Linked DNA regions of Sus scrofa: all the other regions are linked to region 3. A link is a contact called in public Hi-C and promoter capture Hi-C data. All regions are on one chromosome and are shown on one strand. The core of a region is the stretch at or near the end of the contact, and the rest is flanking DNA. Distances in the headings are between cores, read along the strand shown. Region 1 has its middle 68 kb from the start of TAB2. Region 2 overlaps TAB2 (TGF-beta-activated kinase 1 and MAP3K7-binding protein 2). Region 3 holds the start of TAB2 (TGF-beta-activated kinase 1 and MAP3K7-binding protein 2). Region 4 has its middle 87 kb from the start of TAB2. Region 5 has its middle 42 kb from the start of ZC3H12D.

Evidence for each region. Promoter capture Hi-C pulls out the DNA fragments that hold promoters and counts their contacts. A called contact is a pair of places that touch in the nucleus more often than the background predicts.
Region 1: a promoter capture Hi-C map of liver shows a contact between it and region 3, with 4 times the contacts expected there. The contact joins the enhancer-like site here to the promoter of TAB2 in region 3. A contact is called at or near these places in 1 of 5 promoter capture datasets (liver), 4 of 47 Hi-C or Micro-C datasets (blood, embryonic fibroblasts, liver and 1 more) and 2 of 2 datasets of contacts at active chromatin or transcription factors (alveolar macrophages and skeletal muscle).
Region 2: a contact with region 3 is called in a Hi-C map of skeletal muscle, with 2.3 times the contacts expected there. The contact joins the enhancer-like site here to the promoter of TAB2 in region 3. A contact is called at or near these places in 3 of 47 Hi-C or Micro-C datasets (blood, fetal heart ventricle and skeletal muscle) and 1 of 2 datasets of contacts at active chromatin or transcription factors (alveolar macrophages).
Region 4: a Hi-C map of skeletal muscle shows a contact between it and region 3, with 2.6 times the contacts expected there. The contact joins the enhancer-like site here to the promoter of TAB2 in region 3. A contact is called at or near these places in 1 of 5 promoter capture datasets (fetal skeletal muscle), 3 of 47 Hi-C or Micro-C datasets (brain and skeletal muscle) and 1 of 2 datasets of contacts at active chromatin or transcription factors (skeletal muscle).
Region 5: a promoter capture Hi-C map of liver shows a contact between it and region 3, with 3 times the contacts expected there. The contact joins the enhancer-like site here to the promoter of TAB2 in region 3. A contact is called at or near these places in 2 of 5 promoter capture datasets (both in liver), 4 of 47 Hi-C or Micro-C datasets (embryonic fibroblasts, epiblast stem cells, fetal skeletal muscle and 1 more) and 1 of 2 datasets of contacts at active chromatin or transcription factors (alveolar macrophages).

The regions. Positions count from the first base shown.
Region 1 is chr1:16,678,002-16,682,485 of Sscrofa11.1, forward strand. No RefSeq gene overlaps it. Among named protein-coding and RNA genes, the nearest start is that of TAB2, 68 kb to the left of the region's middle. Within about 2 kb of position 3,225, at least 19 of the 83 cell types and tissues checked have an H3K27ac peak or open chromatin away from gene starts, as enhancers often do. A contact at or near this core is called in alveolar macrophages, liver and skeletal muscle, where this site is marked.
Region 2 is chr1:16,532,971-16,536,872 of Sscrofa11.1, forward strand. It overlaps TAB2 (TGF-beta-activated kinase 1 and MAP3K7-binding protein 2), which reads right to left. Exons shown (of 8, transcript XM_013992499.2): 8 at 394-2,356. The coding sequence ends at 2,214. Among named protein-coding and RNA genes, the nearest start is that of ZC3H12D, 71 kb to the left of the region's middle. Within about 2 kb of position 2,496, at least 5 of the 83 cell types and tissues checked have an H3K27ac peak or open chromatin away from gene starts, as enhancers often do. A contact at or near this core is called in skeletal muscle, where this site is marked.
Region 3 is chr1:16,609,453-16,613,398 of Sscrofa11.1, forward strand. TAB2 (TGF-beta-activated kinase 1 and MAP3K7-binding protein 2) reads right to left here and starts at 2,427. Exons shown (of 8, transcript XM_013992499.2): 1 at 1,418-2,427.
Region 4 is chr1:16,696,882-16,701,067 of Sscrofa11.1, forward strand. No RefSeq gene overlaps it. Among named protein-coding and RNA genes, the nearest start is that of TAB2, 87 kb to the left of the region's middle. Within about 2 kb of position 2,445, at least 9 of the 83 cell types and tissues checked have an H3K27ac peak or open chromatin away from gene starts, as enhancers often do. A contact at or near this core is called in brain, fetal skeletal muscle and skeletal muscle, where this site is marked.
Region 5 is chr1:16,503,321-16,507,509 of Sscrofa11.1, forward strand. No RefSeq gene overlaps it. Among named protein-coding and RNA genes, the nearest start is that of ZC3H12D, 42 kb to the left of the region's middle. Within about 2 kb of position 2,596, at least 25 of the 83 cell types and tissues checked have an H3K27ac peak or open chromatin away from gene starts, as enhancers often do. A contact at or near this core is called in alveolar macrophages and liver, where this site is marked.

The sequences.
Region 1 (4,484 bases), core at 1,975-4,474, 69 kb after region 3:
GAAGAGAGGGAGGCTTCACAAGACATAATAGACTCACACCTGGGACTCACAGAATGGAGGCACCAGGAGCTCTGTACCCAACTTTCCACCTAAAGGGCCAAGTCCGAAAGCTGGTAAGAAAAGCAAATACCTAAGACAGAAAGAAGGAACAGGGGAAACCGAAGAAAAGTGTCAGGAATGCCCAAATCCCAGATGAGCTGAGGGCTGCGAAAGGGGCTGAAGACTGGACTGGTCAGAAGTTCAAGGGGAAAGCTGGCATGATGAGAAAGCCCAGTGGTTAAAACATTGGCTTGTATGTCTTCCATATAAGGAGTACCATGCCCTGCAGTTGTTTGAGAATGGAATGAAATAAAGGGTATGAAGCACTTGGAACTGTGGCTAGACCGCAGTGGGAGGCACATATGAGGGCCTGAGGCCACCTGTGTCCTTGCAGGCACCAGGGACATGGCAGTGAACCAGGCGGGTGTAGTCCCCCTCACGGAGCTTCCATTCATGGGGGGAGAAGTACAGGCTACCATGAGAGTGGCAGGGGGTGTCGGGGAGAGAGAGCTCTTACCTGAGCAAGAGGGACTTAAACTGAGACCGTAAGAGGGGCATGGAGAGGACGTAGGAGCAGCGGGGGAGGGGAGCCTGCCGAGGTAAGGAACTGAAAGTCGGCCACACTGGGGGGCGTTGACAGCAGAGCCAGTGGCTTAGAGAAAGCAGAACTCTGGCCCTTTCTTTCTGTTTTGTTTTAGACTTTTTGGCCAATAAGAAATAATTGTTGTCGTCTCTGTGTCCAAATACCTGTCTACATGTCACACGTAAGACTTAGAATTTTGTTATTGTTGACATGGAAGAGGCCTTGATAGTGGAGAGGTGAAATCAAAAGAGAGCCTTGCTCTTCAAGAGGAGAGCAAGGTCCTTCCTTGAGCCTGCTGGCTCTTGTCAAACTGGCCAAGCTTCATGCCCTCGGAGCACCTGTCAAACTTGGGACTTCTTTGACGTCCTGACTTTTATTTTAAAAAGTTGCTGTTGGGAGTTCCCTGGTGGCTCAGCAGGTTAAGGATCTGGCGTTGTCTCTGCCTTGGCTCTGGTTACTGCTGTGGTTTGGTTCAGTCCCTGGCCCAAGAACTTTTGCATGCTGCGAGAGTGGCCAAAAAAAGTTGTCAAGCAGAAAACATAAGAACTTCCAATGAGTAGTCTTATAAAAAGCTTTGTTTCAGCAGTGCACACTAGGTATGTAGACTGAGAAAAATCATCCTGGAGAATGTGAGTTTACACTTACTGGAAACTGTTTCCCACAACGTGCCAGAAGTAGACTATGGAACATAATTACTTCTCTATGCCTGGACAGGCCATTTGTTTTTGGGAGCAAATTTTAGGCAGTCATTTCCCTGTGGGATAGGAGCACATCACTGATTTAAAAAAAAGTTCAGTGGCCACTGTATAACTTTTAATGTGTAAAGGCTCAAGAAAGGGGGATGGCTATGCAGAGAGATTTGTTGCAGCGTTGCTTGGAGAGCTGCAAAGCTGGAAGCCATCCATCAGGAGGGAAGGGTGAAGTACCAACAGTGTGGACACCGTGCTGAAGGGTAGACGGTGAAGGATACTTAAGTGGGCAAAGCAAGCGACGCAATAAAGGATGTGCTGCTTGCACAGTTGTCACAGGAGCGACCAATCGCCTCGAGTTTGTGCACAGGTATTGTTATCTCCTTGGACAAGCGTGGATAAAAGTATTACCTCCTCAGGAAAGTAAGGTTGGAAGGGTGTTAGGAGGAGAAATAACTTTTAATTGATGTAACTATGGGCTCTCTTCTTGAGTTAGACAAGTTTGCATTACTTCTGTAACGTGAAATTTGATTTTCTAAATACATTAAGGAAACAATTTGAACCAGATAGCAAAAGGAAGGAGAAACAAAGAAAAATGTCATGGTGCTGTCGCATCCTATAGTATAATATAAAACTACATTTTTTTGGGCATGCGGAAGTTTCCAGGCCAGGGATCGCGCCTGCATCAAAGCAGTGACAACTGTGGATTCTTAACCTCTGGGCCCCCAGGGAACTCCGAAACTGCAATTTAGAGTGATGTGCTGTGAGATAATGGCATCCAAGCTCTTCTGTCGTGAATGTTCAGGAGACTTAAACAACACGCCACGGTGATCTGATGGCCATGAGCCCTCTGGTCATCACCACGTGTGCCAAGGGGGCTCTTCGCCTGGTTTGAAAAGCCAAAGGCCCACTCCATCCAATCACCATCCACTTTCCGAAAGCTGAATCTTTCAGCTCCACTGACATGCACCCCGCCCTCCAATGTCACGCACTCCCTCTGTCACTTCCCAAAGTCCATGACTCGAACCCTCTCCCACAAAAGGCACTTCACACCTGCCTGGCAAACTCTTAGCATCTCGGTGAAGGGTGGGCCCCTGCAGCTGGATGCCTGAGCTCAAACACCAGCTCTGTGACTGGGAGCTCCAGGATTCATGCCCTCAGGTTACCCAAAGTCTAAGAGTGAGGGGTAAGGGTAGAAGTTTTCATCGAGAGAATCATGGACGAAATATACCCAGGACACTGTGCAGGCAGCTGAGGGAACAAGAAGGCAGGAGTCAAAAAGCCGTGTCCTGGGAAGAGGTGGTGCCCAGACGGACGAGGGAGATGAGTGGGAGGGAAGGCAAGCAGTGTCTATAGCAGGACATAGCAACTGGCTCCATCTCTCTGTGCTTTAAGACATAGGGATCATACTGGGTCTATACACAGGTCTTAGGAGAATGAAACAAGTTAATACATTAAAAAAGGTTTAGAGAAGAGGCTACATTGATGCTGGATGGGTGGAAAGAACCCTGGTTGGAGAAATCCCTATCAGAGACCCTTCTTTATTTAGGCTGTTTCCAAATACTCTAGGAAGCCTCAGTGCTAGTGTTTGCATATTGGTACACCTGGAAGTACTCACACGTTATGGGTATACAGTGCCTCATTTATTGTTCTTTATATAGTCACGTTCCAACTTAAATTGTGTGCTTCTCGGTGCATGGTGTGTATTTACCTTCTCTGATGTTTTATTCTGTTGCCCATTAAGAGAGCCTACGCCTGACTGTTTTGCCTAATGAGATGGGGGACTCCCGGAGGGAAGAAGCATAGAGTGATTTCTCTTGGGGTCTCCTAAAGACCGTGACCCCCATTTCAAGGGCTTGTTTTCAGAGTGCACAACATAATGAGAGAAAAGGAACTCACCCTTAAATGAAGAACCTTCGATCAGCTATGCCCAGGTCCACGTTTCAGTTTCATTTCCTTTCACCGACTCCTCCCCTTTGATGGTGTACCAAAGTGAAAACAATCAGGAGAGGTAGGATCCTTAAAATGAACTCTTAAAGGGACGTGGTTAGGAAGAGATTCCCTTCAAAGAACAGCCCTTTAGTTTCAGGGAACCCTTTCAGTCAAGCCAAAAGCTTGGGTTAAGTCAACAAGTTGCAAAGACAGATCATTCCTATTCTGTTTAAAGAGAAAACATCACATGATAGGGTAGAAGGGCTCCGATGAAGTGTCTCCTGTCTTTTAGGTTATGGGGGCGGGGAAAGGTTTGCGCAAACCTATTTCCGTTTCCTAGTACACAGAAACTAGATACAATATCAATCTGTTATAAATAAACATGATATCCCCTCCAACATTCGTCAGTGCTTCTGACCAGTCAACTTGATCCGTGCAAACGAGATGCCTTGAAAACCCTGTCCTGGATTTTAGAGCTGAAGAAGATATACTGATTATAAAAATATTTTTATGTCATTATATATCTTAATAAAACAACACTCATGTCTGGAGTGTACGTCAGTCTGGAAAGCCTGCCCAAAGCCAGATCTATTTATTTAAATCCGGAAAGGCAAACGGCCATGCTGGCAGCCTTTCAGCTCATCATGCTCTCATGGTTGAATGCAGATAATAATAATTGGGGTGCACCCCAGCAGATTTCTGAAAGGAGGGAATTAACCCCTATGTTTACGTTATGAATCAGCAGGGAACTATTTCAGACTCTGAGACCGACAGCAGGCACAGCTGATTCTTCTCTTTAGACTTCAAACACACGTGGAGTTCTTACTGGAGTTTCAGACTCCGATTCTAATTTCTGGGAATGCCACTTTATAACGAAGTGATGAAAGGGCTGGGTTCCCAGCGTTAACAGTTGGCTGTTCCTCCTGAGGAAGAGACCTGGCCACCCTTGGATGGTTTGTCCAGGAATTTAATGGCTCCTCTTGGTCTAACAGTCTCCTGGAGAGGAGATGGGCCATCCTAATGTCAGACCATTTTCTCCAAGGCAAAACAGCCCCAGACCAGAAGCTCGCCCCAAGAGAAGCGTTACATGGTCCCCAAGAAAATGGTGTTTATTTCACATCAGAAGTTCTCTTAAACCATTCATTTGGGGACACTCCAACTTTGTTGGCAGCTCAACCCCAGAGGAAATGTCTCCTGCTGGGGATTGTAGATGTTATTAAATCTTCAATTTACTTTCATCG
Region 2 (3,902 bases), core at 1,246-3,745, 76 kb before region 3:
TTTTCAAGCTCAGAAAACCTGAGTTATAATTTTCTGAGAACTCTTAACGGAAAGGTTCTCTTCAAGAGAAGCACTACTATCCTCAGCACTGATACCCAGTCTGATGGAGCCAATATTAACTAAGTGACTACTCAGGCTAAATGGCCCAGGAAATCACGTTTTCAACAATGGGGTAAACTTAAAAAACCCAAAAGAAATGAAATGACTAGAAAATGAGTTTTCTCTGACTTCAATTAATAAACAAATATTCTGCCAGGGGATAAATTATCTCCTGTCCCACAAACTTTAAAAACAAGTCACAAAATCCACATTAGAATATAAGTTTTTTAATTTTTATAAATAACTTATCTGTTACAAAGATAGTTTACCCAGCTAAATCACAAAACCATCAACTCAAGATATCCAAATTACGTTTTATTAATAAAACAAGTAAAAACTGATTTATCAATCTTCACATAGAACTGCAGATGAAGCTGAAAAACAAGGCCTATTTTTAAAACAAAATGCATCAAATGTAAGGGCTTTGGGCTTATTGTCTAATTAACTAGGATTGTCATAGTTCTTCCCATATACAAGATGTAAAGCCTAGAAGTTAAGGCTTTGACATTCATATAGAATCACCTGTAATAATTTCGTTTATTTAAAAAATATTCATTTGCAAACATTTACAGTGGGTGACAGTCTACATTATCTATCTCTTGCTACATTACAGCACTTCCTTTAGCCCCGTTCTAAGCATTGATATATAATTTCATAATTCTGTTTGTTTAAATGCATACTGTTATTTCTTTTTCTTGATTTCATTTAGTTATATACATTCCTGATCATCTGAATACTTATTTTCCTTATAAAAATATATCATCAAAATAAAGAGATGCTTGAGGTTGCTTCAGTGTTCAAGTCTGCTTGTTTTTCTTTTTTCCAGCTTTTCTTCAGTTGTCCTAAATATGACTAGCCTTGTTTATAAATACAGAAGATACTGCCACCAAGTCAGGTTTAGAAATGGACTGCCCCAACAGTAAAGCATATAAATTTCTCTCCAAAAAAAGGGCTGTAGGTACTGCTATTGTTGCTGGTTTTGAAACTGTACTTTCCCAACAGTAATCTCTGGTGAAAGTTCTGTGGGACACCGGCAGGTAAAGCAAGCTTAACCTTGTTGCTGTCAGTGGGTTAAAAATATCTTTTGTTTTAGGCTTCCTTGTGGAAGATAAAATACTGAATTGTGCTACCCACTGAGAAGGTCAGTATATAGTGTGACCTACAGACATAAGTCTTGTAATATTGTTTGCAGTTCACTGTGCAGCATCGTATGTCTTCACAGAACATCGGCACTTATGAGGGCAAAGTACAGAGGAAGGAGAGGAAAGTTATTTTGTGCATGGTTTCATTTCATTAATGCTTTTTTCTTTTAAGGCATTGCTTCGCTCAGGTAAGGCTTAAAAAGGGACATGATCGTGCTTAATCACTAAAAGGAAAAAAGAAAATTAGTTAACAAAAGACTATTACACTATACATATAGAAATATAAGAAAATAATAAGGAAGAAAAGAAATCACTTAAAGCAGACTCAAGAGATCTGTACAGTAGGAAAAGCTCTGGGGATATTTCACTCCATGTTTGTACAGACAATGCATGCTGCTTTCCTGTTCATCTTTAGACCCTAGATGCTGGCTTCACAGAGTGGAGACATTTTCAGGGAAGACAAAGACAAAGGCCAAGAGTACCACAGATTTGTGAACTTCTTCCCCTATCCATTGGCACTAAGCGGCAGCACACAGTTTTTAAATAGTTAAACCTTGTTCCTTTTCTTCATGTTTGTAGTGTTTCACCAAAGCTTTAAGGAAAAAAAGCTACTGTCTATTCCTTCCTCCTGTCAAAATTCAGTAGTGACATGAGGGGAAAAGGCACCGGGAACACTCAGGCATGGATATACTGAGAGTTATCCACAACGGGCTGCGGGTAACACTGTACATGGTTAGGCAGCGGGCAACCGAGTCTTTCAGCAGATCCCCTTTCATGTGATGACTTTCAACTGCCTGTGACATTAGACTGAGGTATTATTAGCTCTGTGGGCTGACGTTTGACACTAGCACGACACCATCTTGCTGCACCTTCAATTTGACAAAATCCTAAGCAGTGAAACTCTCCCCCTGATGACAGACTGGTTTCTTGAACTTCAGATGTGGTTTTAGAGAAGACACAGGGCCTCTTGGCTCAGAAATGCCTTGGCATCTCACACTGTTCACAACGGATTAAGGCTGGATGGTTCAAAAAAGTACAGGCAGTACAATTCCACTGAGCCCCCTCGTCATCTTCTGTGTCTTGAGACTTTGGGGTTTTGATGGAGGACCTTTGATCTGTAAGGAAGCAAAAGAATTATTTTAGAAGCAAAAATCACAAAGCCATAAATTACTGACAACTTGAAACAATCTTTGTACTGCCCAGCATGAAGGAGCTTGTTAACCAAATGAAGCTTCTAGCTGAAACGGATACACATGCTTGATCCTCAGCAGCCTCTATCAGGCTGGCACTTCTTAGCTGGGAAATCGCAACACAGACATGACATAATCAGCTCAGAATCACCTCAAAGGGGAAAAGAGCATCATCTCTCCCAACTTGCAGCAGGAGAAAAGGGAAATCAATTAGCAAATGGCTAAGATTCCCACAAAATCACCCAAGACCTCAAAAAGGTGTCCAACTACAATGCAATACTCGTAAGTGCATTTATTGTGTCTCATGTTCCACCGAAGTAGTATTTGTAGTTCTGTTTTCTACCAGGAATGGAAGTTTTTTTTTTTTTTTGTCTTTTTTGTTGTTGTTGTTGCTATTTCTTGGGCCGCTCCCACGGCATATGGAGGTTCCCAGGCTAGGGGTTGAATCGGAGCTGTAGCCACCGGCCTACGCCAGAGCCACAGCAACGCGGGATCCGAGCCTCACCTCGTCTGCAACCTACACCACAGCTCACGGCAACACCGGATCCTTAACCCACTGAGCAAGGGCAGGGATCGAACCCGCAACCTCATGGTTCCTAGTCGGATTCGTTAACCACTGCGCCACGACGGGAACTCCAGGAATGGAAGTTTTTATTAAATGTTCTCTATCTGCTAAAAATCTAAGCTTGAACACCAGTAAGATATAAAGATGAACTAATTTCTAAAATCTTTTTACTATTTAACTAAATATCAGCGATAAACACTGGAGAAGTTAATCAGTGTAAAATTTTACCATACTCTATTTCTCATTTTATTTTAAAATTGTATTTATTATGGAACGGTAGAAAGAATACGAGGTTGAGAATTGTGAGAACTGCGCCTTTGCTACTAACTCTCTCCCTTTTTTTTGGTCTTTTTAGGGCCGCGTGGCATATGGAGGTCCCCTCAAAGTGGAGCTCTAGCCACTGGCCTATACCACAGCCACAGAATGTGGGATCCGAGCTGCTTCTCTGACCTATACCACAGCTCACGGCAACGCTGGATCCTTAATCCATTGAGTGAGGGCAGGGATTGAACCTGTGTCATCATGGATACTAGTCAGATTCATTTCCACTGAGCCAGGATGGGAACTCCCTACTAACTCTTGATTTCTTTGCTCTGTGATCTTAGATAAATCATGAATCCTCTAGGTATAATCTTTCTTACTTATAAAGTCACTGCAGCTTTAAATCAACTATAAGGAAAAAAATTTTTAAAAAAATGAAATAAATTAGGAAAAATAAAGCCACTGCAGCTTTAAGAGGCCAATGTTCTAGAATGTTTGAATGGTCAGAAGTATCTTAAATCTAAGAATAATTACATTCCTCAATGACTGTGTCTAAGACGAAGTTAAATTTACAAAACAACTTTTTTTGGGGGGAGGGAGGTCTCATTATAATTTATAATAGTATTCCTACAAATTATTTTGGGG
Region 3 (3,946 bases), core at 1,177-3,676:
TTAAGTGTCCAGCCAAAGCATACAATAAGATGAAAAGCATGTCTTGTCTTTATTAGAAAATGCAATGGTTTCAAAACCTAGAGTTTCAAACTGCCAGGGTTTAAAATCAATCACGATTTCACTGTTACAAGGAATACAAAGATATTTTTAAAAAGGTGTCAATATTTTGCCACTGTACAAAAAGTGTGGTAAGCAGTAGTAGGGGAAAAAACTGAAAGCAAAATTTTATTCCATGCCCATCAAACTTCCCAGCCAAATCTAAAATTGCATAAGGAGCAACATACTCTTCTGAGTGAGCTAAAGCACAGACTCATTCTTTTTTATAAAATGTGAATCAACCTGACCTTAAAATCTGACACTTTAAAAACTTACCTAAAACAGACAAAATGGATGCAAAATTATACTGCTTCACTGTTGCCTCGAATACGACCAAGAACCTTCCAATGAATAAAGGCACTCAGAACAGCCTCCCGTTGGGGACCCGAAATTCATGAACTACCGAGAAACCCCCGTGAAGCTGCAAATTCCCTGCACTCTCCTGGAAACCCCTCTTATCAGAAACATTTGAAGAATTTCTCCACAACAATTAAGCTGACTTGAAGAATGGAAACCTAACATCTCAAATATACTATATATGGAATGAAACATGGCCAAACACATAAATACGAACCCACACGGTCTCTGACACTTTGGTGTACTACTCTGCCCGAGCAATCCCACAGCATCAGCAACGGAAAGATACACCTGTCACCTGTTCAGCGATTCCCAGACCCTCTCGCCTCCCTGCCACAACCACAACCTTACTGAGGTTGATCGGACAGAAAACTAGAATTATCCTCTGAAATATAGGGGCCACATATTCACAGCGGGGCTGGCTCCCCACTTCAAGAAGGCTGCAGAAAACCAACACTGGAAAGGGAACGCCATTCTCCCCTCGACCCCCACGTAACTCCCTCGGGCTCCCCCCCCCGCCCCTAAATCATCTTTATTCGGGCTCCGGCTCCCCAAGAGGCGTTTTCCTTCCCCCACCCCCATCTCACACATGCCAGAGGGGCGGGCCGGGGGCACCCGTGAAGGCAGGGGCCCTCCCCACCCCTGGCACCCTCCCCCACCCGGGGTTCTCCCCGGCGCCCGATTCCAATGTATGCCCCCTCCCCCTACGCACTTAGTCCCCCGAGCCCAGGCCCGGCGTTCCCCACCCCCGCCCGGTCTGGGGGACTTGGGGGGCCTCCCTCTCCGCCTCGCCACTGGGGAAGGAAGGAGGCGGAGGGAGGAAGAGTGAGAGGAAGAAGCGGACGCCCCGCAAAGGCCTGGCGAGTCGGCAGAGTCCCTTCCAGACGAAGGGGGGGGTGCGGGGAGCTGAGGGGCGAGCGAGGACTGGGGATCCCGCCGAGGCCCGGCAGCACTGTCCGCTTACCCTTCGCCGCCGCAGCTTGCCCCTCCTCCTCCTCGGCCGCCGCCGCCTCTCCCACTAGGGCAGCCGTCTCCACCGTCGCCGCCGCCGCCTCCACCACCACAGCCGCCGCCAGCGCCGCCGCCGCCTCCGATTCCACCCGGCAGGGGGACACCTCAGCCCTCCCTCCCTCCCCGCTCAGCCCCTCCGATCGGCCGCTGCCGCCAACTCCCTCCAGCCGCCACCGCCGCCGCCGCCGCTCGTGGCTGAGGGGGAGGGGAGGGGGTCGGGCTGGGTCGCCCCGCCGGCGGCTGCTGCAGATCAAAAACGATGGCTGGGTGGCGTCGCCGCTCCCCGCTCCTCCGCTCCAGCTCGCTCGGCCTCCCTACCTCCCTCGGCCCCCACCCCCCTCGCGCTCGCCTGCCCTCCCCCCACCCCCCCAGCTCTCGCTGGCTCCGGCCGCGGCTCCGCCAGCCCAGTGCAAATCAAAATACTGTCACACAATATGGCGGCGCGGCCGCCGGCAAACACCGCGAGATCTGCGGCCGCTGCTGAGGCGGCGGCTGTGACGAGGCCTCCCCCAGCCGGGCGGCGGGGGAGCGGCCGGCGACGGCTGCGGCGGCCGCGGCGGCGCGGGGATGCTCTTTCTCCGCCCAGCACCCCTCCCCTGACACTCGCAGCCTCCACGCCCGTCTAGCGAAGGCTGGAGAGAGAACGCAGCCCGGCCGCGCGAAGTGGCGCGGGCCGCCGCCCGGGCCGTGCGAGAGGGGCACCGAGGCCGACGGCCCGGGATCTCACTTCTTAAGTTGGATCCCGTCGCCGTTACTTGGGGCGGGATGTGTGTGTGTGTGCAGAGAAAGTGCAGGTTTCCCTCTCAGCGGGAGCGGAGAACAGTTTGGGTCGAAAGGAGGAAGACACTCGGCTCCCCGCCGCTCGGCCAGTCCGGAAGCGGCCGGCGGGACCTGCGGGGCGGGGGCCTCGTGCTCCGCGCGGGGGGCGGACCGGACGCCGCGGCGCTTCGGCGCCCCGCGCCTGCTCTGAGCCCGGGCGGCCGCGGGCGGCAGGTGGGCCTGCGCCGCGGGCGGGAGTGCGGGCTCTAAGGGAGGGACACACCCCCTTGGAGGCGGCTGCGCGGAGGCCGCCGGCTGACGGGGGTGACCGCTGCAGGAGACCAGAGTCGTCCCCAGAGTGTGCGAGACTCGTCCTAGAAGCCTCAGAACTCGCAGCTTCGCGTCTGGAAAAAAGTGTTGGGCGCTGAGTTTTCTGGAGTGCTGGAAAGAAAAACCAGTCTTAATGTTGCAAGGGTTTTGTTGTTTCGATTTTATTTTAATTGCACGTTCCTAGAAGTCCTAGAAGCAGAGCCAAAGGCACTTTAACTTGGGGCGGGGGGGAGACTTCTGTTTCTATCTTCTTAAAGATATATTTGTTCAACTTCCCCCTGGAAAAAACCGTGTTTAACACTCACATTTCTCACAATGAAAGATACTCATTTAAACGTTCTAGCGCTTTAATGTTGTCCAAAACACTACGGCATTTTTTTGTCCCTGTCCAAAATGTGCATATTCCTGCCAGTTTTTTCCTTGAAACAATTCTTATTCCCCAGAAAAATCCTGAAGGACCGTTTTTATTCTTCTGTTTCCAGTATGAGCGCTGTAGTTACAGCAAGAGCCCCCCGCCCCCTTTTAAGATTCTTTTAAGAAGTACAGGCTTCTCTAAGGTTAAAGTGCTTTTGCCAGTTCTCTTCCCCTTACTCATCATTTAAAAATACCTGAAATATTGGGATATATCACCAATTCAAAACCTTTACCACGTTAAAGCCTAAAGCACTTATTACTTATTATATCAGAATTTAGGTATTTTCTCTCCATTGTCAATATCATTAAGAGGAGTAAATTAGAATATAAAAAATGGAAAGACTAGTTTCAAATCAATGGTAGGTAATAGGAAATCACTGAATCTTAATACTTTACAGTAGTCCTCTCTGAGGAACTACTTCCATGCTGTTAACTGAAATAAATTTAAAGAAATTGAATCTGTTCAATTTCATTCCTTTTTTGAAACCGCTATGAAATATAGAGCTAGCAATTGCTTTTGAAATGGTAGAATTATGTATTTTATACAAAATATTTTTAAAATTTATGTAACGATGGAGTTCCCATCGTGGTGCAGCAGAAACAAATCCAACTAGGAACCATGAGGTTGGGGGTTTGATCCCTGGCCTCGCTCAGCGGGTCAAGGATCCAGTGTTGCCTGTGAGCTGTGGTGTAGGTTGCAGACACTGCTTGGATCTGGCGCAGCTGTGGCTGTGGTGTAGGTGGGAAGCTACAGTTGATTAGACCCCTAGCCTGGGAACCTCCACATGCTGCGGGTGCGGTCCTAAAAGGACAAAAATAAATAAAATGTACGTAATGAAATGTATAGATACATAACTTCAATAGAAATATAATGCTTTAAAACTTATGAATACAATAAGTGTGAATAGCTCAAGTCTAAGAACTAGCAGGTGACAGAGAAGGTGTGTATAACAACACATCCTTGCACCAACATTGAAGA
Region 4 (4,186 bases), core at 1,195-3,694, 87 kb after region 3:
GTTAAAAGTGGGGTCAGATTCCTAGGACGAAAATAGACCTTCAAGCTCACGACACAGCTCTTCCTTATGGCCTTGTCCAGGCCGGCTTGCTTGTGGGCTGGTGAGATGGCCCAGTCAATTCTGAGGGCAGATTTCCTTGTGCTGTATGGGTTATGGCTGGCTCAGTCATCTATGAGCTTATCATCAAGGAAATGGAGTCAGCCATCACACGGATGAGTGAGATTGGCGCTGATCCCCAGTTAGAGAACTTGATATATTTATTTATTATTTATTATTATTTTTTTAGGGCCACAGGTGCGACATATGAAAGTTCCCAGGCTAGGGGTCAAATGGGAGCTGTGGCAGCTGGCCTATGCCACAGCCACAGCAATGCCAGATCTGAGCCATGTCTGCCACCTGCACTGCAGCTCACAGCAATGCCTGCTCTTTAACCCACTGAGCAGGGGCCAGGGATCGAACCCGCATCCTCATACTCGCTGGGTTTGTTTCTGCTGAGCCACCATGGGAACTCCGATACATTTATTTTTAAACTCTATTTCTCGCTCCAGGCACTCGACCTAGGCAATATACATTAGTGACCTAAGCTGGACCGAGACCGATTCCTTAGTCCCTTTGGTGAAACAACTCAAGTCCCGCAGGGCAGTAGGAGACTGAGAAGCAGCACGCCTTCCATGTCTGGGTGGAACAGGACATCTCAGGCTTGCAGAACTTTGGGCTTTTCCACAGTCCTGAGATGAGGGAGGGAAGGTCATTGTTGATAAGAGGGTTTCATCACTCTTCCTGTCATGACGAACACATGGGAGGGGCTCCGTCGTTACATACATGAGAAGATGAATTTCTGAATGATCCCCCACGTTCATGCAGCATGAAACAGAAGAGATCTCCATTGGTGCGTATCAATAGCCTGTTGCAATTAATTCTCCTCATCAACAGAATGTTGCAAGACATACTCAAATCCCCTTGCTTTTGCTGAATTTCATCAGTTTCCTCCGGTGTGGATTTGGCCTGGAATAGCAGAGGGGGCAGCTGAGATTTCATTACACAAAGTCCATTCAAGCCAGACACGGGCTTTTTGACATTCCACTGAACTCGGAGCCAAGCCTTTCCGTTATTTTAACTTCTTACCCACTCCTGGGAGAGGCGTTCAAACATATTTTCAGAACTTGAAACTAACCAATGTCCTGAGCCACTAGCAATTAGAATTGGGGAAATTTAAAACTTGGGTCCAAATGATAACATGATCACTAAGAGAACAAATAAACCAACACAACAGCCTTCGGCTTGATGGCTTGAAAACTTAAACTACTGGGGCGATGTTGGCATCAAGGCTGACACAGCAGGCCCCCAGCAGTGCACACAAGGAACTGAAGAGCAGCAATTGCGGAATTTGCAGACCAGAGTCTTACTGAGCCAGCTGCGCGGAGGTGACAAGTCTGATTGTCCACAGCACCCTCTAAGTCCCCAGATTCCTGTTCCTTTGGGTAGCCACCCACTGCCAGGCCTCCTTTCTGGGCGCAGCTGACTGTGCAGGCTCTCGTCTCCCCCATGGAATGAAGCCCGTGCCGCACTGATGTGGCTCCTGGCGTCCCCGGAAACCAAACAACACCTCTGTGTACTGGCAGCCCGGCTCCCGCACACAGGGTGGGTCCACAGTTCTCAGGAGGAACAACCATGTGCCAGGGTGGTGGTGAAGGCTGCCCATTGTTGCCATCCACTCCCCCCCTCCGCCCCCTGCCTTAAAAAATACATGCAAGCCTTTCTTCAGGTTTTCTGGGTTGTCTACAAAAAGCACACATTTTCTTTGTTGGCAAAAGCACCGGGCCAGGGCAGGGTTTTTTCACTTTGCATCGTTGTCAGTTTCATCCTTGCTCTTGTGTTTGGTTTCTGACACCACCGCCCTTTTTCTTCCTTCTTAGTTTTGGCATCTCTTGTGTTTTCTTCTTTATCTGTCTCTGCCGGCTCCCCTGCCTCATCCACTCTAAGTCGCAGATGGCTGAATGGTTTGCTTTCTTTGTGGATTATGTTAAGAATACTAGTTTTAGTTTCACCCTTTTAAAGGTCTCCGCTGTGCCAACCTTTCCCCCTCTGTTTTATTATCCGCGTCAGTCTTTACTAGCATCTTCTCTCTGACTATTCCTTTCCCCTTTGTTTCCCTCTCAAACCAAAAAAAGGAACAGTTCAGTTCTATTGGGGGGTTATTCTGCCCTCTCTCCAGGGGGCTCTTTCAGCATCTGTGTTGATTCTCTGAACACACACACACACACACACACACACCCACACACCCCTCTTGCTTAACTAATTGGCCATGGCTATCCTGGGGGTTTTTGTGGTTCTTAGAGGCCAGTGTGATTGAATTGGCACTTTGGGACTCTTAAACTGAGCACATTTAAAAGGTTGATTTAGAGGGAGCTTTGACAAAGGCTCTTTTAATTATTTTTTCCTCCGCTTTGCCAGGACACACTGCTGTAGCCTGTCAGAGGCCAGTCCCCGAATCGTTAGGGGGCCAGGCCATTAGGTGTTCCTGCTTACTCTGCAAATATAACAGGCTTATCACGTAGAACTCTGTCTCCAGCTGGTTTAAAATGTAGGTGGTGCCAGTGGGTAGCAGCTGTTACGGGCTGGGGAGCCAGGAGACAGTGGGGACATTTTATGGCTCGAGGAGGTCAAAGTTGACGGCTGCCTCCAGCCTAATGGACCCTTCTATTCTTCCACCCCTCTGGCTGAGGATTCTGAAGGGCAACCTGCTTCCCAGAGTCCCCAGATGCCACCCTCTCCTGGCCAGCCAGATCTTAGGCAAGCTTAGTGCTGGCTTTCAACACATGGGCCCAAAACACTCAGCCGCATTGCAGATAATGAATAATTCATCCATTTGTAATTCAAATAGTCATGGTGACGCATAATTCAAGTGGAACGTTGTTATTGTAAATGCAGGGGGAATGGATTCATTTCAGAGATTTAAAAAAATTAAATTATCATTTTCCTTAGGTTAGGTTTCAGGGCTGGAGCCACCTCTGTTTTTGCAGCTGTTTGATCGGAATTGGTGCTGGGCTTAATGGCTTTGCCACGGGGTTGATCAGATAGGACAGTGCTTAACGGTTGGGCTATTTCGGCCAATAACAGGTACTGATTTGCTTTTTTCCTCCTGAGAAATGAGGTTAAGTGTAGACATTCTATGTGTTTTCTCACTATGGCCATGCTTGCTTCCTGCCCCAAGCATGTTAGCAGATTTTTCAAAAAAACATTTTATTAGGAAGCGTTTCAGCCACACACCCCACATAAAGAGAAGAGTATAGCAAACCCCATGTGCCCATCATCCAGTAATAATAATTATCGAGGCATCCATTTTTACCCCCATAGGTTACTCGAAAGCAAATCCCACATTAAAAAGTCATTTCAGGATTTTCCACTGTGGTTCAGTGGGTTAAGAACCTGACTAGTATCCATGAGGACACGGGTTCGACCCCTGGCCTGGCTCAGTGGGTTAAGGATCCGGAGTTTCAGATGCCACTTGGATCCGGTGTTGCTGTGGCTGTATTGTAGGTCTTCAGCTGTGGCTCCCATCCAGCCCCTAGCCTGGGAACTTCCATATGCTGTGGGTGCAGCCCTAAGAGGAAAAAAAATCATTTCATTTGTCTCATTCAGTCCACATCATGATAACAGCTCTCACTGCAGTTTAGGAAGCAGGACCCGCATGGCCCATATTGTACCCGAGCTTCAGCAAAGCCTCATTGGTGACGGGCCCCAGGGCAGGTGCAGTGCCATGGAAGTGGAGGGCAAGTAGCAACCTGGCCTCGGCCGGCGGCAGTGACATCACATAGGAAATCAATCCCTTGAAGGAATGCCCTGAAGTGCCCCCTCCTCCCCCCACCCCTCGGCAGCGGCCTGGCATCATGGGAATCTGCCTTGTCTGCTTGTTGGTGGTAATACGACTCTCTTTCTCTCCGAGCCCATATCAGGTTTTTAAAATCTCTCATCCTAGCCTAGGGGTGGGACACCAAGGAGCTCGATTTTTCACGAGCAGCCTTCACACGCTTTCCCTGTTTTCAACACAAAGTAGACAATCCGTGGTGTGGTTAGGATGATGCAAGTTTACTGGAGCAAAGAAAAGAGTGTCCTTTTAAGAGAACGCCCCTGGACATAATACTTAATCGTGTACAGGAAAAGGCTGACAAACTTGTTTATCATC
Region 5 (4,189 bases), core at 1,346-3,845, 110 kb before region 3:
TACATGCATGCATATTTATTTATTTATTATTATTATTATTATTTTTGCTGTTTTTTCAGGGCCACACCCTTGGCATATGGAGGTTCCCAGGCTAGGGGTCCAATCAGAGCTACAGCTGCCATCCTACACCACAGCCACAGCAACATCAGACCCCAGCCCCGTCTGCGACCTACACCACAGCTCACAGCAATGCCAGATCCTTAATCCACGGAGTGAGGCCAGGGATCGAACCCGCAACCTCATGGTTCCTAGTCGGATCGCTTCTGCTGCGCCACGACAGGAACTCCCACCTGCATATTTAAATAAAAGAAAATCCTCCAGGGCTAGAGGCCGGGTAGCACTAGGCTGATGTCAGTCTGGTGAGCATCCTGGGCAGGCCCTGGTCCCCAGGAAGTTGGAAGGATCTTGAGAGGCACCATCCCCCACCCCGCACAATCGCCTGTCTGCTGGCTGCAGCGGCTGTTTGGCCAAGACCCATCGTCTCAAGGCACCCCAGGCACGAACACTTAGATCTGGGAGGGACCTACTGCAGGGCGAGCGGGCCGCTCTCACTGCGGAGGCCTCTGGGACCTACCGCCTGGGAGAGGAGGGAGATGGACATTTCCCATTCTCTGTTTGTGTTCTTTGAGTTGATTCAGCTCCAGGGAATTTTTTTGGTCAATTCCTGTTTTAAAATAACTCTTCATGATGGGTTTGGTGTAAATACAGTTGATTTATGGCTCCGCTGACCTTTGATTTGTTGGCACAGCCCTGCCCGGGGCCCGGGGCTTTCCTCGGCTTGTTTACCCGGAGTGAGCTAGGAGCCGCTGAGCCAAGGAGGGTTCCCTTTTGCTTCCGCCCCAGGTCCTGACCGTGTGGCCCCTGCCCTCAGGGTTCACACCCCGGTCAGAGCTCAGCCTCATCTCAGACAGAGTGGCAGTTATCCTTTGGACTCCCTGGACCTCGTCACTCATCGTCTCTAGCTTTTAACCCCTTTCCAGAAACCTCCAAGGAGACTGACCAGGGCTTGTCGCATGGCATGGCTGCCGCTGGCTCCTGCCCGCTCCTTGCTGGGGGCTGAGCCAAAGGGATTCTGATGGGTTAGCCTGTGACAGAGTCTCTGAGCACAGCCAGGGCCTGTGGCCCCCTGGACCCTGGGACTCAAGCCTCCTTCTTGGGGTGAGGGCTGTGCTAGAGTCACTGCCTCTGGTGGGAGGACTCAGTGCTTCTCCATCCAGAGGGAGCCCGAAGGATACTCCTTCCTGGGAGGCTTGCTCAAGGCAGAGTTTTCAGATCCAAGACCATTCCAGGCAGGGATGGACAGTTGTTTTCTTTGTGAAGCAGAAGCAGAAGGCATGGCTGTCTGCTGGGACTGCTGGGGGGATGAGGATTTTCACATAAACTTTTTCCTTTTTATGGCCACACTTGCGACATATGGAAATTCCAGGGCCAGGGGTCAAATTGGAGGTGCAACTGCAGCCTACGCCACAGCCAGAGCAACATCGGATCTTAGCCACATCTTCAACCTACACTGCAGCTTGTGGCAATGCCCGATCCTTAACCCACTGATCAAGGGCAGGCGTCAAACCCACATCCTCACAGGGACATCAGGTCCTTAACCTGCTGAGTCACAACAGGAACTCCAACACATAAATTTTTATAGCAGATTTATTTGTGATAGTCAAATACTGGAAACACCCTGAATGTCTATTATCAAGTGACTGAATAAACAGCTTGTAGCGTAACCATGCAATGGAGTGCCACTCAGCCGTGTAAAGGAAAGAACGGTGTAAAAGCAGGTGTAACATGAATTAATTTCAAAATAGTGATGCCGAGTCAAAGAAGTCCATCAAACAGGAAAAGCTACTGTATGATTCCATTTCTGTAAAACTCTAGAAAATGTAATCTGATTTCTGGTGCCAGTTGGGAGAAGTAAGGGGGGGATGACTAAAGGCTACAGGGCGTGATGAGAATGTTCTAAATTTGATCATGACGTTGGTTGTACAACTCTGTGCATGTACCAAAAACTGTTGCGTCATATACTTTAAATGGGCGGCTTGTAGGTATGTGTATTATACCTCAATAAGCTGTTACAAAAGCAATAAGAAAAGGAAAAGAATGGAAGCCGGTCTGAGGGACAAATCTTCCTGTATCTCTCTGTGGAGCAGGGACCACACTGCAGAAACATGTGGCTGGCTCGGAGTTCCTGTCGTGGCGCAGCAGAAACGAATCCGACTAGGAACCTTGAGGTTGCGGGTTCAAGCCCTGGCCTCGCTCAGTGGGTTAAGGATCTGGCATTGCCGTGAGCGGTGGTGTAGGTCACAGACACAGCTTGGATCTGGCGTCGCTGTGGTTCTGGTGGAGGCCAGCAGCTGTGGCTCTGATTAAACCTCTAGCCTGGGAACCTCCATATGATGTGAGTGCGGCCCTGAAAAGACAAAAGATGAAGAAAAAAGAAAAGAAAAGAAAAGAAAAAGAAATATGTGCCTGTAGCCTGGGTCCCTGCAGGTTCTACCATCTCTAAGGGCTTTTGTTAAAGCTGCTCCTGCAGGGAACTGACCGCCCTGTGCTCCACAGTGGCGACAGCCTGGTCCCCCCAGGAGAGGGCACTCTGTTGGCAATAATCTGAGCGCAGCTCTGGGTTGTGGGCAGGGCTTTGCCCCATGACAGTACTGTTATGACATTAAGGGCTGCAAAAGCAGTGACTTGAAGCAGCCACCAAGCACCCACTGTTACTGCGCCACCAAGAAAACATCTGGGGTCCAAAGTTGCCACTGACCCTGGCCTTGGAGTCCCTGGGCCACAAAACCATGGGACAGGTTTGTGGGTGCAGAGCTGACAAGGTGTCTAAACCAAAGGAGACAGAGAACCTGGAGCCACTTGGGCTCCTTGGGCAGGGCAGGGATCCTTAGGTGACAGGTTGCCCGGGACTGTCCCAACTTGAGCGTTCAAAGTCCCCTGTCCCTAGGAAACCCCTCAGTCCTGGGCAAACCAGACAGTGGGTGACCCCGTTTCCTCACACATCGATGACCCCTGAGGCAAAGGGCCAGATCCAAAGAGTCCCGAAATGCGACCTGAAAGTGCTTTTGCCCTGTTTCCATTTGCCTACCCACAATGACTGGAATGTCTCCTGGAGAAGGGAAAGAAGAGGGTTTTGTCTTTTTTTTTTAGGGCTGCACCTGCAGCATATGGAAGTTCCCAGGCTAGGGATCGTATCTGAGCCACAGCCACAGCCATGTGGGATCCAAGCTGCATCTGCAACCTGCACCACAGCGCACGGCCACGTGGGATCCTTAACCCACTGAGCGAGGCCAGGGATCGAACTCTCGTCCCCATGGATACTTGTCGGGATCATTACCACTGAGCCAGGACGGGAACTCCAAGAAGAGGGTTTTGATATAAGCCTGGCAACTCATTTTCCAGGAACACAAAACTGGACCCTAGGGAACCAGGCCCTCGACCGGGGGACCTGGGGTGCCCAGTGGGCACCTGCCTCCCTCAGACCAGGTTACCTCTTACTGACCGTGATGGTTAATTTTATGTGAACTTGCCTGGGCCCTAGGGTGCCCAGATGTTTGGTCAAATAGTATTCTGGGTGAGTCTATGAGGAGGTTTCTGGATGAGATTAACGTCTGGATGGTAGTGGATGGTAGACTGAGGAAAGCAGGCTGCCCTCCCGGTGTGGGTGGGCTTCCTCTAGTCAGGTGAAGGCCTGGGAAGAAGGAAAAGGCTGACATCAGGGACCCCCCCCCCCCGCCCGACAGCCCTCTGGCCGCAGCGTCCGCTCTTCCTGGGCTGCACACCTGCTGGTCTTTGGACAGGAACCCTTCCACGGGCTCTCCCGGGTCCCAGGCCTTTGGACTCAGACTAAAGGGAAAGCCTCAGCCGCCTGCGTCCCGCGGGCTGACTCACTCTGCGCATCTCGGGCTTGCTCGCCCCCGTCATCGCCGAGCCGATCCTGGACGATGACAAGCCTCCCTGTCCTTCTTTCCCTTTCTCGCTCTCCTATTGGTTTGGTTTCTCCAGGGAACCCTATTTTGCTCCCTCCCTGCCCTACTCACTTAACGACTTTCAAATGGCGATGCTGGATTTTTAGTAATTTTGAAAGACTCGGGCTAGTGAGGATTTCAAGCCAAAGCCAAAAAGCAGTAGAAAGACTAATGTTCTTGAGTCCATCATGTTCTGTTTTGTTTTGTTTTTTTGGTCTTTT